2 separate regions of the Pelodiscus sinensis genome follow, and region 1 is linked to region 2. A link is a contact called in public Hi-C data. All regions are on one chromosome and are shown on one strand. Each heading gives the region's core, a stretch centred on a gene start, on an enhancer-like site or on the middle of the called end of the contact. The rest is flanking DNA. Distances are from core to core; before and after follow the strand shown. Region 1 holds the start of SMURF1 (SMAD specific E3 ubiquitin protein ligase 1). Region 2 holds the start of RNF216 (ring finger protein 216).

Region 1 (3,560 bases), core at 914-3,413, 130 kb after region 2:
ATTATTTGAGATCAGCTAGCTCTGCACTAGGGACATACATGGGTAACCAGTTACCCAGTAAGAATTATCCTTTGGAATGCAGTAATTATTGGGTGATGCTGGCCAGTAACCCGTTAACTGGTGCCTAGCTGAGCTGGAGTGGGTCTGGCTGGGCCCACTGTGCTGTGGGGCTAGGAGCCAGTTACTCCATGGTTAACCGTGTAACCAATAGAATTTTGATCTGTCACACATTTTGTGGGGGTTTTTTTTTTCATCTTTTTACATCCCCTCTCTGCACTTTATAAAAGAAAATGAGTTTTAATGCTGGCTGACTGCAGGTTTTTATGATTGATTGCATTGTAACTAAGAACCAAATTAGGTTTATCATTAAAATTTACCTAGTGCTATATTCTTATCAATCTATGATATTTTATATCCCAGCAAAAAAAATTATGTTAAATTCATGCAGTACAATAGCATTATGGTTGTTTCAGTCTAAGAGAGCCTATAGTGGATACACCTGTTGCCTTTCACAACCTGGACTAGACCTTATTCATCAGTAGGTCATGATGTAATTTTAGAAATAGAAATCACATATTTCTCTTAAAGAAAAGATGCCAATGCCTTTATAAAATATTTAATTCAGCTCCTTAAGGGTATAACAATATTTAACGTGTAAGGGTATAATATACCCACCACATCTTGTGACCAAACAAATTTTAAAGTGCACTATGTGATTTACTTAAGGAAAGCACATTAGATGACAGTGCCTGAAAGAGATCAAACAGGTAGTTGATTTATTTCCTTATGTATATTTTCCAGCAAGTGAACCTTGCCATTGCAGAAAAAAGCAAATTCATTATTAATCAGGGCTAACAAAATATAAACTATTAAGACAGGGACAGATTTACCACTAGAAAAACTGACATGCAGAAAACATAAATTCTCTAAATAGATCTAGCAAAACCAGACTTTTTTAAGGGGGGAGCGGAGAGGAAAGATGCTATGAACGGGCAGGACATTTGGAGACTGCCAAAGAGGGATACTCCCTAGCAGGAGCTGTCCATTGCCCTATGGCATGCATACACCAGGACACTCATATGCATGGGTTAAGGGACCAATAACGTGCAAATGCAAAACACAATGGGAGACACGTAAAGCTGATTTAAGAAAAATGCCAAAAAAGCAGTTCAGTGGTGTCTGGACTTCTGACTTCATGTACCACCCATTTGACAACCCCAACTGGGAAAAAAAAACAACAGGAACAGGAGAAAGAAGCTTAAGAAATACAAATGCTAGATTGTGGGGTAAGGAAATCTGCAGGAGGAAGTGGTGAGAATTGAAGGACGATTGCTAAGAAACAGGGTCTGGATAGAAATAAAGCGGAAGAGAAAAAGGAAAGAAAAATTCTCAACTTTACCCAGCTCTCTCTAACTCAGCCCCTAGAATTACTGTGGATTTCAACAAGCTGCAGCCTCCTCAAAAACGACACCACAGAGATAAAAGCCTTTAACCCAGCCGCAATGTTTCCCCCTGGGGGAAGGCAGAAGACCCTCTACAGCCTCGCGCCCCCAGGACCTCGGTCCCAGCTGCAGCCCGAGAAGAGAATCACCTTGGCGGAGCCTCCCATGGGCTGCGGAGTTGGGAGCCCCCACCGAGCCCCCAAACACTCTCCCCGCCCCCCCACTAGGGAAGGGAGACAAACCCAGCCCCCCCCTCGGGCTCTGATCCCCATCTCCTTCCGGGCCCCCGCCCCCAGGAGCGCCGACCCTTGGCCAGCCCCCCAGATCCTACGCCCCCCCCCCCCGCCCCTGCGCTCCCCACCGGTCCCGCGCACCCCGCAGGGGGCGGGGGGCCTGGCCCCTCTCTCGTGCCCACCCAGCCCCTCTCTGCCGTGCGCAGCGCCTCAACCCCCCCCCCCCCCCCCGCCCAGGCGTGGGCGCGCGCGGGGGGAAAGCCCCGCCCCCCTCCGCTACCTGTGAGCCGGATTTTGATGCTGGAGCCGTTTCTTCGGGTCCCTGGATTCGACATCGCTCCCCGCGAAGAAGGGCGGGGGGGAGGGGAGAGAAATCAGCCGCCCTCCACAGTCACCCCCATCCGGGCCCTGCCCCTCCCCGCCCCGGCCTGGGCTGCCCCGCTCCTGCCGCCGCCCCACACAGCGGCCCCGCCACAGCGTCTCAGCCGCCGCCGCTCGCGAGCTCGACGCCCAGCCCGACCCGGACGAGGACTGCGCGCACGCGCCGCCCCCAACCGCAGGCTCGCGCCTCCCTGCGCGAGAAGACGGCGTGACGCAAAGCGCGGCGGCCTGAGTCCGCCGCCATCTTGGGGAGGTCGCCGGGCGGCGCCCGGCCCGGGACGGGCAGCGCCCCCTCGCGGAGGGCATGAATAGTGCAGCCAGAGGCGAGCAGGTTGGTTCTTCCCCGGGATGAAACTTCAGGGTGGCCACAGGGAAACTGAGGCCTGCGCTGCGCCCTGCCCGCTGTGGCTGCGCAGCAAGTGCCCCATCCTCCTGTCCCCGGCCCTGCACCCCCATGGTCACACATCATGGGTCCTCTGGCATTGAGCCACATTGTACTGTTCATGGCATTGTCACCTGGGACTGAGTCGCTGGACTCCATGTGTCCCTCCCTCCATTGCCTAGGGCTTAGTTTGAGGTAGGGCTCAGTGGTTAGAGCAGGGACTATGTAAAGCAAAGGCTATGGGTTCAATGTTCACTGGGCCCCCTGTAGTCATCTTTAGCTGGGCTTGTTGTCCTTCAGTGAAGAGGTGCTTGGCTGTTACCTCTGATATAGATCGTTTAATAGGCAGCTGGTATAAAACAAGCGAAAGGGAGTATTTTTAAGGGTGAATTGCTGGCCTACAGGTATGATTCTTGCTTCCTCACCATGGATCATCACCTTGTAGTGGTGGAGATGCTTGCATGTTCCAGTGACCCCCCGAAAGTGACCCTGCCTGGAGTCATGTACTCCCTTAGGATCACCCATGACAGAAAGAACAAGGTTCCAGACAACATGTGAGCCAAGATGTCTTCAACGGCAGAGGTGACGGAGGATAACTGCACAATGGAGTTGAAACTGTTGTGTAATGTTACAGCGGCTGGGTAGGTGGATGAAGGCAGCAGCAGATAGAAGACCTCCAAAAGGTGGTCTCCGTGCCATTGTTTTCAAGACCTCTCCCTGTCAAGGAAAGTGTGATGACTGTTGTGCACCAGTCTCCCCACTTTAAAAAAAAGTCCCACACTGGCATCTTCCAGTTTGTGGGAAAACAACACCTGCACCAAGTCAAAAGTCCAGTGGCGATCAGCGAATGGCGATCAGAACAGGACAGTGAGATCCAGAAGTTCCTAGTCACAGATCGACACACAGGCGGTGGGTGTGCGACTCTGTCCTCTTGCTCGAGGACAGAGGCAAGTTGAGCATTTTGGCAGCTGCACCTATGACTGAGCAGTCCTCTTTAAGACTCATTCTGCTCACCCCACATAGGGAGAGGGCTAGAAAAGTGCACTAAAAATAGTCTTGCCTTTTTCCCTCCTGACTGGATAGCTGCAGGATTACCACTCTAGTGGTCAAAAATATAAGAAA
Region 2 (3,217 bases), core at 21-2,520:
AGACCCTGTTTTAATGGAGCTGCAAAGACTGGCTTAGACTCGCTGGGGCCAAAACTGGAACCCAGAGTGACAGCAGTCAGGTTACGGCTCCCTACCTGGGGTTGAAGCACTAGGGCTTTGCCCTTGCCCCCCTGCCCCACCCCAGGGGGTTGGGCTCAGGCTCCTCCTCATCCCACAGAGGCAGGGTGTGAGGATGAGACTTAGGCTTCAGCCACACACACACACAGCCATGTAGTGATTTCTGTGGTCAGAAGAGCTTCACAGTGGAATGAAGTTTGAGAACCACAGGCACAGGCCAAAACCAACCATTTTCACCGTTGTATCATCGATTACCACAGTGGCAGAGCTCTTACCACACCGGCACATCGCTTCCACAACGCATGGAGCTAGCATCTGAACCCATGTCCCCTTTAAATGAGAACCTCGGTGAGCAGCCAGGTTGTGTTTTCCACAGTAGAAGCTCCTTTCATCCCTCAAGCTTCCTACTCTGCCCGAAGCCTGCCTTCCCCCCCAGGAAGCGGGGCGAGAAGGGGAGGACAGAACTTCATGTACTTCTGTGGGCTGGGCCGGACCCGACTCCGGCGTGGGGCTGTTCTAGCGGCTCTCCAAGTCAACACGCCCGCAGGGCCTAGCCCGAGCGAGGCTGGACACAACGACACACGGGGGCTGGGAGCTCGGGGCAGGCGGCCCGACGGGGGGCAGGCGGCCCGCGCTCACCAGCTGCGCCGAAGCAAACCGGGGCTCAGCCAGAACAGCGCGGGGCTCTGAGGCGAAAGGGCAGGTCCTGCCCCTGGGGGGGGGGCACGTCTGTTACAGGCGCGCTATACAGGCAGCACCTCCCCCCACCCCACGCGCCGGCTTCGGGGACGCCCGGGCCAGAGGACCCATCCCCACGGCGACGCCCCCCGGCCCCTGCCCGGAGGGGCGCGAGGGGGGCGGGGCTGTGACGTGCCCAAGGTCACAGGGCGAGCCAGGTGCAGGGCCGGGCACCGACCCCAGGAGTCCGGGTTCCCCGCCTCGCCCCCTTGGGGCCCAGCCCCGGCGCCCTCCCCACGGCTGGGGCGGGGGTTCCGCGGGGGGAGGGGCTGGACGCCCTAGGGGGCGCGGCTCTGCCCGGGGGGGGGAGGGGTACTCACCAGCCCGGGCCGCTCCGCCATCTCCGGCCCCCGCTTCATTTGGCCGCCGCGGCCAGGCAGGCTCCTTCCGGCCCGCGCCGCGCCGCGCCACGTGACCGCCCCTCCGACCATAGAGAGGAAGGGCAGCGGCGAAGGGCGCTCAGGAGGGGCCCGTCGCCAGTTGCGCACCATAGAGACGACTCGGGCTGGTCCTCCCGCGCCCCCTACTGCTCCGCGGGTGAGAACCCGCCTGCTCCGGCGCGGGGTGGAGCCGCTGCCGGGAGGGGAAGGGGGTGGAGCTTCTGCGGGGGAGGGGGAGGAGAGGCGGAGCTTCTGCGGGGATGGGGCAGGTCCATGGAGGGAGGGAGATTAGAGCACTAGTAATAAGGACCAGAGGGTGCAGGGCAGGCAGCCTCAGGGCTTTGGGCTGGCCAGGCATAGGTGGTAGCATTGCACCGCCCTTCTGCGCCCCATCAAAATTGTAATTTGTAAAGGGGGTACCCCCTCCCCTGAACTTCTCCCCTGTCACCAGGGTCAATCTGGTGCTGAGGCCACATGGTGAAGAGACCAACATGGGCCATTGAATGGCCTGCAGATGTACCATAAACTGCCCCCCTCAGAACAGGGCGAGTGCAGGGCCCAGCTATATCCACCTGAGATACAAGGGGGGGAGGGTGGCCACTGCCTGACCTACAGTAATGGTCAGTGGGAGGAATCCAGCAACGGGCTGCTTCCACCCCTGACTGTCGCCCATGATCACTTCAGCCCCAAGGGGGTCCCTTGCTAGCCCTTTGCACAAGGGTGAGCTTCCTCCCCACAGAGCAGAGGTTCAGTTCCTAGTTGAATATGGGTTACAGCTGTGTGTGTGCGCGCCAGTCCTTTGTTTCAACCACATACACTGGTGGTAATCACATTAGGGGCTAATCCCCTTGAGACACTGGACTGGCTAGAAGTGATCCTATCAGCTCCCATGAAAACAATACAAACTTCTATCTAACTGCATGCTTACTGGAAGAGTACCATATAGGGAAAAATTACAGTAGCTTTAAAACAATTGAAGATGGTGTCAGGTAACAAAATCAAAGAAAATAAAACTGAAATTAAAAAAAGAGCAGTCAGTTTCTACAAGGTCAATCCACTAGTAAAATAATAGAGTTCAGCTCCGCCCCCCTCTTCTGGGCTCTGCTGTGCTCCCTACAGTCCCGTCCTATTGCCTTCCCAGGGCAAGCTTAAGCAAGCTACTCCACCTGTCAGTGCTACAGTTGTTATCTATAAAAGGTGACCAATTATATTGAGTACTATAAAAAGCTTTGTGATCTACTGAAAGTGTTATATAAAAGTAGACATTATTACATGTTAATCACAGAAGTTAATAGCAAATGGCATTGCTACAATACAGTAAAAAAGCAACCTTAATTATTAGGTAACTTTTGACTCTACAGGCTCAAGGTGATTCTGAATTAGCTTTCTAGTTGTTTAGCTAGTTTTATAGCTCACATACCCATAGTATCTAAATGACTAATATTCAATCCAATATATATATAACTGATTCAATTAAGATGAAAAGAACAGAGAATGTTTTCCCTCGTTTACCTGTATGGAAGAAATAAACCCTGCTATCTGCATGACCATACAAGGTGCAAAGCAGTAAAGAATCAGGCTCCTGGAATGTAACAGAACCACAAATGGATCAAGTAAGGATTCCTTGTTCATGAGCTTTCCTGGGCAAAACCCACTTCCTCAGAAGAGCAAGTTTTTCACCTCTGGATAACTCTGTTCCAGAGCTTAAATGTGTAGTTGTAACTCACCTACTGGGTGTGCTTCACTGTCCCATGGAGTGGCATTTAGACCACTTACAGAGACAGAGACAGAGAGAGAGAGAGAGAGAGAAAATGAGTGTGCTTTACAGCCTTAGCTGAATGCCAGCTGGCTCATGTGCTAAATTCCAGAGGTCCCAGATTTGGTTTCACCTGTCAGTAAAAGTAAATACAGTTGCTTAAAGCAACATAATCCACTATTCTGGATTCAGAAAAGACTTGGGCTACGTCTAGACTGGCATGATTTTTCGGAAATGCTTTTAACGGAGAAGTTTTCCATTAAAA

Evidence for each region. Hi-C and Micro-C count contacts between places; a contact is called where the count stands out from the background.
Region 1: a Hi-C map of an unstated tissue shows a contact between it and region 2, with 5 times the contacts expected there. The contact joins the promoter of SMURF1 here to the promoter of RNF216 in region 2. A contact is called at or near these places in 3 of 5 Hi-C or Micro-C datasets (blood, liver and an unstated tissue).

What each region holds. Positions count from the first base shown.
Region 1 is chr16:31,802,144-31,805,703 of ASM4963464v1, forward strand. SMURF1 (SMAD specific E3 ubiquitin protein ligase 1) reads right to left here and starts at 2,164. Exons shown (of 18, transcript XM_075899677.1): 1 at 1,956-2,164. The coding sequence starts at 2,010.
Region 2 is chr16:31,674,251-31,677,467 of ASM4963464v1, forward strand. It overlaps RNF216 (ring finger protein 216), which reads right to left and starts at 1,271. Exons shown (of 17, transcript XM_075899673.1): 1 at 1,137-1,271. It overlaps LOC102458647 (urotensin-2 receptor-like), which reads left to right and starts at 1,217. Exons shown (of 3, transcript XR_012896189.1): 1 at 1,217-1,353.